Regions from separate parts of the Mus musculus genome. Here region 2 is linked to region 1. A link is a contact called in public Hi-C data. All regions are on one chromosome and are shown on one strand. Each heading gives the region's core, a stretch centred on a gene start, on an enhancer-like site or on the middle of the called end of the contact. The rest is flanking DNA. Distances are from core to core; before and after follow the strand shown. Region 1 overlaps Rad51b (RAD51 paralog B). Region 2 overlaps Gm36660 (a long non-coding RNA gene).

Region 1 (4,553 bases), core at 771-3,270:
GTGGAAAGAGATAGATTAAGAAAGAGAGAGTTGTCATCTGGGAAACACAACACCAGTGAGGTAGAGACCTTTCCCACGGTCTGTGTCCCGTGTCTGCCCCAGGTTTCCATTACTCCACTCAGACCCATTGTCCAGGTCAAAAGCGTTCTAGCTGGTCTGGCCCCCGACATTTAAGTATTCATTACCTCAGTCAGTGCATGCATATCTGTATTTAATGATGTTTGTGCTTGCTTACTTAGGGCTTTTAAACTCTTTGCCGTTTTAGAATTCAGGGTCATCAGTGTGTGTATGTGGGATAAACCCCCAACCAAACAGAAAACTATGATTTCCCCTTTCATCTGTGTCCCATGTTATACCAATGTTCCCTGAAAATAGCAACAGTTTTCTGGGAAAGGTCCCGACTGAGGCTGTTCTCACCCTTTACCCCGGCTCTCCAATTCATGTTTCCATCTTCCAGTGTGGTCATGTGCTTGCCCAAGCCTGGCTTGTGAACCGTGGAGGATATTCGTGGGGTTTTGTTTTTTAAGCCATACACTGTGCACATGATGCAGTATTTAATTTGGAACGAGCTCCAAGTTGAGTCACACGTGCTTCTTGTGGTGTTTATCTTGGAGTCCACATGTAGGAGGAAAGTATTTTTGCATTTTATACATCTGGACACTGTTCATGGTCTTTCTGTGACTTGGGAATTGTGTGTGGGGCAAAATCCAAGGAATAGTATTAAAATAACACGGAGTTATAATGAGGTCCGAGTGCAGCCCCTCAGGAGTACCCTTCTGATCCCCGCAGAGTTTGACTTTGGACGTGGTGAACTTTTTCAGCTGTGTGGTTCACTGGTGGCCTGAGTAGATTGGTGGACTATAAATTACCCGACACCCTCCCATGCAGTCCGTGTGCTGCTAGACATGAAGTCTAAACGTCTTTGGCAAATTTGGTTCTTTAAGGGGAGTGTTTTGACTTGATTTTGTATGGGGCAAGATAGGCAAACTGAGTTCTGCTCACGGCTGCCCTGCCTGCTAATCCACTGCACCTTATGAGACTTTTTAGGGTCTCTCATTGATCTTCTGCTCCTCCCTCAGTTCATGCATCCAGAACTACAGTGACCCCGAGACCATCTCAGGCTGTGTGTGAGGGTTGAGGGCGATGGAGGTGATGGTGGTGTCCGTCGTGTCTGCTGACTTTATCCTTTTTATGATCTCACACAGGAGGTTGTCATTTAAAACAGGGTAAATGTGATGTGGTTGCTCCAGTGCCAGGTTTTGGGTAGGGGTCTGCTAGAATAGGGCAGGTGAGAAGAGCGTATAGAATGTTGCTGCTCTGAGTGAGATTGCATACGGACAGTGGATAGGGTTGCTTCTTTGTCCCTCAGCCTGGTTTCCTTTAGTATCTGCATGAATTCTGTAATGCAGATGCAAGCTGGGAAGGCAGAGTAAAGCTTCAAATGGACTGGCCCTTGAATGAAAGAGGGCAATGTGTTGTCCATCATTTGGGTGGAAAGCTGTTTGGATCTTTACTTTCTATATAAGGGCTGTTTGCTTTTCCCTTCTTTCAATGTATTAAAGAGAAGAAAAATCTAATAAAGTAATTGGACCTACTGGTTATAATTCATACAGAATTTTCAAGTGTGTTTAATAGTGGTCTCTCATACAACTTTAAAGAAATGAATAATTGGAGAGGAAGGGTCACAGTTGTGTTGTAGTTTGGGACCCAGCAGAGTCCGAGGAGGTTTGAGTGATTGGGTGAACTGCTCATCTGGGAGCTGTTTCTTTTGGCTGCCTTTTGTGCCTCTCCTTGGGGACAGCCCTCCTTTACTCTTATAATGTATTTTGCAACTTTCAGTGAGAAAATAGCCATCAAAAATGAACCGTTAGTAAATAAACACATTCTGGTTCTATGATGGGAATCACTAAGTAGTGGCTGGCTTAGTTTGAAGAGAAAAGTTCATGGTAGTAACTCCGAGAGGTGACACCAGGATCATGCTTGTTTGGCGTGTTAATGAGTCCAAGAGGAAATGGTGAAATCTGCTGATGACACCAAATTGTTTTGCTTGATCTTAACATGGGGTTTCTGGGAAGCTGCTTTGTAGTATTAGAAATAGTGGAAGGATTGGGCAATTTGGGGCAGACATGCTGAACTTGAAGTGACGGTTTATGTGAAGTAGTCAGAGTACACCAGTAAAGTTACAGAGCCTTGTCCTCTTGAGGAAACTGCTCTCTCCAGAATGTGAAGACTGGGACAAAGAACATTCTGTTTAGAAGCAACAGTGATGCAAAAATATGGCACCTGAGTATCCTTTTGAAGGTCAGCCGTAATATATATGAGTGGGTGTTATTTCCCTTCAAAACAACCATGGGATATTATATACTCACTTTATGTATGTTTGCTTTTTTTTGATGGGCAGGTCTAGCCCTTCATATAGCCTTTTAAGTATTTTCTGTGGTTTGTGGATTATTTTTGATTTTCGAATAGTCTGTCATTTAGAATCTGAGTAATAGACTTAAAATGTAAATGAGATGTGAAGTAGTACAGGGAATCGTTTGCCTCCAGGGCTGATTCTCAAGGAAACTACCATGAGATATCGAAAGGATGTTTGTGTAATAGTAGTAGAATAAGTTCTTCACTGATACAGCTCACAAATGTGACTCATCTATCTATGTACATTACAGAGGCATGTTAACATATCCATCCCGTTATAGGCTACTTATTCATGGGATTGAAACCATTGCATTATACATGTCAAGAGCACATTACCAATGAGCCCCAGCCCCAGGTCCACACACCACACCTCTTCCACAATCTCCTTTTCCATCTTCAAGCATTATTAGAAAAAGCCGGATGTTGTACACTACTTAGAGAGTCCCTTAGTACACTGGTGCCTAGAAACTACAAAGATTCTGGGAGTTGAAAACGTAAGAGAGACACTGTCACAGGCACTGAGGGCTGGCAGGCTGTAGGTATCCTTGCATTAGGAAAGGATTTGTGTGGTCGTAAACAACTCACACGAAACACACAAACAGGAGTCAAGGGGGCTGGAGAGGGGAGGAGAGTCATGGAACCTTTGTTTTAACTAAGCAAGGAGAAGATGGGGCTGGCTTCTTGGGCTCCCTCACCTCCGAGAGTTGGAATCCCTGGAGTGATTTTGGAAAACCACTGTAGAGAGTCAGGTGTTTAGAGGGCCAGAAAAGGACTTGTATACAGAACAGGAAGACTTCATTCCTTCCGTACTCTTCTGAGATTATTACAAAACAATTTAAAGTTTTGCATTTACCAATTGTATACTTTCTTTCAAAAGTCATAATAAGAGTCCTTCAAATGTTTTAATTTTGTGACACCTTTGTATTTTCACAGTTCTCTAAGTTTAAACACTTCAAATTGAAAAATCAGGAGAAGCTTTACCCAAAAGTAGAGGAATTCTTTTGTGAGTAATATTCTGACTGAATAGCCCAAGCCACCGCCCACCCCACACACCCCAATCTCCATGGATCTAAATGCAAGGCCTCAGACTGGTTCCGCCAGGTTCATTGGAGGCCACTTGTTAAAAACAAAGATTTCATATTGTAGGGCTGGTGATGTAGCTCAGTGATAGAGCTCTTGCCTAGCGTGCACTAGGTCAATGTTTGATCTCAGTATTGCAAAACCCGAAAGAAACAAAGAGACAAAACGACTTCTTGATTCTGACACACTGAATTAGAACCTTCAGGGTAGGGCCTAGGTATTTTAGTACATTCTCAGCACAAGAGAATAGTTTCTAAAAGTAGATGTAGACTATACTCCGACTCCTGACAAGGACACTGGAAAGGTGGAATGGTGCTAGAATGTGGGAAATGAATAAATAGCATCGTGTAGAGCTTGTTCTCTGAAGTTCTGGAGACCAGAGTGTGATTAGTGGGAATCCACTGACAGTAACACAAATATTGTGTGTAAAAATTTACTCTGAGTGTCTGGTCATTCACTAGCTCTGTGACTTGAACAAAATATTTAATAATTCCTCAGTAGCTTATTTTCTTTTTCTCTAATATAGAGATTTTTTGGATTTGATTCCTCAGCACTGCAAAGGCAAATCAATAACAATAGCAGCAGCAGCAGCAGCAACAACAAAGATCATTATTGCTGTTCCTTTAGCATACAAAGGAGCTATCTGGTCTCTACTGTGAATTTTTTTTTTTAATGGTCAGTTCTATTTAGTAAGGAGGGGGAAAGAAAAGCCTAAGAATATTATATAAATGTATATGCTGGGGGAAGAAGGGCTTCTTTCATTTCTTTGGAAGGAGATTTTCTTTTCTTTCTTGGATATTTTCTTTACTTACATTTCAAATGTTATCCCCTTTCCCGGTTCCCCTCCCCTCCCCCGCCCCCGGAAACCCCTTATCCCATCCTACCCCACCCCCCACCCCACTTCTATGAGGGTGTTCCTCCACCCGCCCACCCACCCACTCCCACCTCCCCACCTTCAGTTTCTCTACACTGGGGCATCTATCGAGCCTTCATAGGACCAAGGACCTCTCCTCCTATTGATGCATGACAAGGCCATCCTCTGCAACGTGTGCAGCTGG
Region 2 (4,576 bases), core at 821-3,320, 690 kb after region 1:
CAATGGTGTCAGCGTTTGGAGGCTGATCATGGGATGGATCCCAGGATATGGCAGTCTCTAGATGGTCCATTCTTTCATCTCAGCTCCAAACTGTGTCTCTGTAATTCCTTCCATGGGTGTTTTGTTCCCAATTCTAAGAGGGGGCAAAGTGTCCACACTTTTTGGTCTTCGTTCTTCTTGAGTTTCATGTGTTTAGCAAATTGTATCTTATATCTTGGGTATTCTAAGTTTCTGGGCTAATATCCACTTATCAGTGAGTACATATTGTGTGAGTTCTTTTGTGATTGAGTTACCTCACTCAGGATGATGCCCTCCAGGTCCATCCATTTGCCTAGGAATTTCATAAATTCATTCTTTTTAATAGCTGAGTAGTACTCCATTGTGTAAATGTACCATATTTTCTGTTCCTCTGTTGAGGGGCATCTGGGTTCTTTCCAGCTTCTGGCTATTATAAATAAGGCTGCTATGAACATAGTGGAGCATGTGTCCTTCTTACCGGTTGGAACATCTTCTGGATATATGCCCAGGAGAGGTATTGCTGGATCCTCCGGTAGTACTATGTCCAATTTTCTGAGGAACCGCCAGACTGATTTCCAGAGTGGTTGTACAAGCTTGCAATCCCACCAACAATGGAGGAGTGTTCCTCTTTCTCCACATCCTCGCCAGCAACTGCTGTCACCTGAATTTTTGATCTTAGCCATTCTGACTGGAGTGAGGTGGAATCTCAGGGTTGTTTTGATCCCCAATGATTAAGGATGTTGAACATTTTTTCAGGTGCTTCTCAGCCATTCGGTATTCCTCAGGTGAGAATTCTTTGTTTAGCTCTGAGCCCCATTTTTAATGGGGTTATTTGATTTTCTGGAGTCCACCTTCTTGAGTTCTTTATATATATTGGATATTAGTCCCCTATCTGATTTAGGATAGGTAAAGATCCTTTCCCAATCTGTTGGTGGCCTTTTTGTCTTATTGACAGTGTCTTTTGCCTTGCAGAAGCTTTGCAATTTTATGAGGTCCCATTTGTCGATTCTCGATCTTACAGCACAAGCCATTGCTGTTCTATTCAGGAATTTTTCTCCTGTACCCATATCTTCTAGGTTTTTCCCTACTTTCTCCTCTATAAGTTTCAGTGTCTTAGTTTTATGTGGAGTTCCTTAATCCACTTAGATTTGACCTTAGTACAAGGAGATAGGAATGGATCAATTCGCATTCTTCTACATGATAACCGCCAGTTGTGCAGGAGGGACTTTTCAAGGCCCTCGGTGAACTCCTGACATCATAGGTAGCACTGAATTCTACCTAGGCTCCTCTTACATACATACCTATGATAGGGTTTAATGCGTGACTTAGATGTAGCAAGAGATTGACAGCAATAACAAATAATAAAACAGAGCCATTATAACAAGATGCTATAATAAAAGATATGTGGAGATGATCTTTTTTTTCCCTCAACTGTCTTGCTACAGTGTTCTAGTGCTTCTGGTAATGATGGGAGATAATGGACTGAGTTGATGTCCACGTGGTGACGTAGCATTAGGCTACAACTGACCCTCTGAAGACATATCAGAGGGAGGATCGTGTGCTTCATTTGGAGCAAGATTTCTTCACCATGCCACTCCTTACAGCCTACAATCTTAAACTTGCTCTTTCAGGAATTTTTCTATGTAATGTATGTGGGTCACAATTGGCTAGTCCAGATAACCAAAGTCACAGAAAAAAAAACAAAAACCGTAACACCACTTTCCCTCCAAGTTCCCATCACTGGAACATCCCAAGGACGAATAAGGAAGGGACCAAGCAGTAGTGTCTCTACACATGATGTTTAAGGCTACCCATGCAAAACAGAGTGAAGAACCAGAAATAGTGTTTGGGAAGCATAGTTGTGAGGTTTTCCTATCCATCACCTATACATGTGCTTCCCAGTTACACAACTCCCCAACCTCACTGTCCTATGGACACCAAGTAAGCCAATGCGCTACAAGTTGGGCAAGCCAATCCAGGGACCAGAGCATGTGCTAGCTGTATGACTTCAGACACGGCGGTTATACTCCTGCCAAGCCTGTTTCCTCATTTCTAATAATCTCTGCCTCCTCCCTGCCCCAGAAGGAAGCTGTGAGAATTCACTGAGTAATGTCTATCTACAAAGCACTTAGCTTGCAAGAGAAGAGTCCTACATAAGCAGAAGATGACGGTGGCTGTTGTGACAGCTGCTTGAGTCTCTTAGCCATTTCCCAGCCCTTTATTTGCTGCTGTTAGAGCTTAGCCTGCTGTGAGTCACTATGGTCCTGTTCCCAAGGTTTTGCTAAAAGAATTCCCCTTGAGCGTATATTCCTATCTGGCTACACAGCCAATTGAGGCGACATCAGAAAACAAGGCTAAGAAAATATGCTGTCACAACCTTCCCTAGCACCTGACTCCACTTTGCTTCTTATCTACTGGACTGTAATTTCATAAGGGTGGGAACATCTAGGCCACAATGTTGCTCAACTAAAGGGGGGGGCACCTTTTACCACCACTTAATTGGCAACAAATTTGTTGAATGACTTCCTGAGTGAAACACTGCCTAGCTGAGATTTAAGTAAAAACTAACATTTTTGAATTCTCACCATGTAAAAAGGGTACCACATACTCTTTATTTTATTTATTCAACTCAACAGCCCTATGAAATCAAACTCATATTGTGTGAATGAGCAAACTGAAGTTAACCCCTATAAACGATCACCAAGGCCATGGATAAGCTGGCCATCTCCTGTAGATGTCTTAGCCAAACTAACAGGAAGATAGCACCAGAAAAAAAACTTCTGGAACAATACATTAAACCAAACTCTTATGGGCTGGCTGGGGAAATAACTCACTGGGAATAACGTTCATTGTATAAACATGGGGACCTGAGTTCAGATCCCCACACTCATGTAAAAAGGAACTGTAGCACACACCCGCAGCCCCAGCACTGGGTCAGGGGAAGAGATGATCCCCAGAACTTGCTGGTGAGCCACTCTAGCTAAAACTGTTAGCTACAGTTTCGATGAGAGAGCCTGTGTCAAAAAAAAAAAAAAAAGTAAGGTGGAGAGAGACAGAAGACACCCAGTACCAATCTCTGACTTCCATGTACACAGCACTGGGACACATATCACGGGAGGGGGTGTTAAGGAGAGGAAAGGAGGAGTGGGAGAAAAAGGAAAGGAGGGGGAAAAAGGGAAAAAGAGACAGCTGGAGAGGAAGAAATGGGGTTAGGTAGTGGTAGCACACACCTCCAATCCCAGCACTTGAGAGGCAGAGACAAGCAAATCTTTTTGAGTTCAAGGTCAGCCTAGGCTATAGAGCAAGCTCCAAGACAGCCAAGACTACAGAGAAACCCTGTCTGGAAAAACAAAAAACAAAACAAACAAAAGAAGGAGGAGGAGAAGGAGGGAAAGAAAAGAAGTGGGAGGCCCTGGGTGGCAACTGCTGGATGAGAAAGAACACAGGTTGCAGTAGGTTCTTACAACTTTCCAAAGAGAGTCCTTGGAGCTGCGATGCCCCCTCCTGTACCTCCTCCAGCCCTGGCTCTTCTAGCCCACCTTTTCCTCCTCCAGCATCCACCCTGCATCACATACATACACACAAAGTCTCTGCCACAAGCTCTTCCCACAAATATACATAAACATACAGTCACACAAGGGCCATTCTTCACTAGTAAAGCTCAGATTCTTGGGCAGTGAGGAGTGCAGACAAGCAAGACCCCGGATGATGCAAATTATGCCGAGAGCATGGAGTGCTCTTTGCTTCAGCACTGCTGAAACTCAACAGTATATGAAATAGATTTTTGGATTTTGTTCTACATTCCCTATTAGGGACATTTTCCTCCTGTGAGCCTTATCGATGACATGTTCCCCCTGGTCCAAAGGATTGACCCACATTCAACCCCTGCATTCATTTTCTGAGCTCTGTTGACCTTTATTAGTCCTTTGATATAGGGACAATAATCTCTGGTCTGATATCTGAAGGAACTTGGGCTTTCAGAGACCTACAATAGGCCTTGTTTGAGTAGCAATCCTTAAGAAGGGCCCATGGGGGAAGTGCATATTGACTCAGGCCCTTGGCACAGGCAAAGGAATTTTTGACAGTTGAGAGGCACTTCCAGGTGAATGTAAACTCCAGGGTTTGGTGACTCCCTTCAACTGGGCCCTGATAACCACAGGGCAACCTGTTTGCAGGCTAACTACTCCTGGCTTCCCTACCTGACTCCTGGAGGAGAGTGGTGGGATTGAGTTTATGAGTACCATTTGTCCTTACTGTCAACCCGCCGCACAGTCCCCAGGAGATGGAGGTCTGTGGGAAAAAAATACTCACACTTCATTCACATAAGACCTACGAGGAGACTGCACTGAAGGAACCCCGGACCAAAGACTTGTTCTTACCCTTGGGAGCCTCATCACTTCTCTGCCGATACGTGCCATCTTACTTTTTAGGGCTTTGGTAACCAAGACGCAAAGACCAGGTGGCTTAAACAGCAGACTCATCTGCCTCACCGTCCTGGAGGCCCAGGAGCAAGCTATTTGCAGTGCTGGTTTGATCTGAGGACTCTTGGCTTGGCTTG

Evidence for each region. Hi-C and Micro-C count contacts between places; a contact is called where the count stands out from the background.
Region 2: a Hi-C map of bone marrow-derived macrophages shows a contact between it and region 1, with 12 read pairs. The contact joins two enhancer-like sites. A contact is called at or near these places in 1 of 15 datasets of contacts at CTCF or cohesin (large pre-B cells), 3 of 484 Hi-C or Micro-C datasets (LSK cells, bone marrow-derived macrophages and muscle stem cells), 2 of 115 datasets of contacts at active chromatin or transcription factors (embryonic stem cells and pancreatic cancer cells) and 1 of 9 other capture datasets (bone marrow-derived macrophages).

The regions. Positions count from the first base shown.
Region 1 is chr12:79,354,286-79,358,838 of GRCm38.p6, forward strand. The region is part of intron 7 of Rad51b (RAD51 paralog B); the gene reads left to right. Among named protein-coding and RNA genes, the nearest start is that of Rad51b, 59 kb to the left of the region's middle. Within about 2 kb of position 2,021, at least 34 of the 459 cell types and tissues checked have an H3K27ac peak or open chromatin away from gene starts, as enhancers often do. A contact at or near this core is called in bone marrow-derived macrophages, where this site is marked.
Region 2 is chr12:80,044,696-80,049,271 of GRCm38.p6, forward strand. All of the region lies in intron 3 of Gm36660 (a long non-coding RNA gene), which reads right to left. Among named protein-coding and RNA genes, the nearest start is that of Gm36834, 27 kb to the left of the region's middle. Within about 2 kb of position 2,071, at least 54 of the 459 cell types and tissues checked have an H3K27ac peak or open chromatin away from gene starts, as enhancers often do. A contact at or near this core is called in bone marrow-derived macrophages, where this site is marked.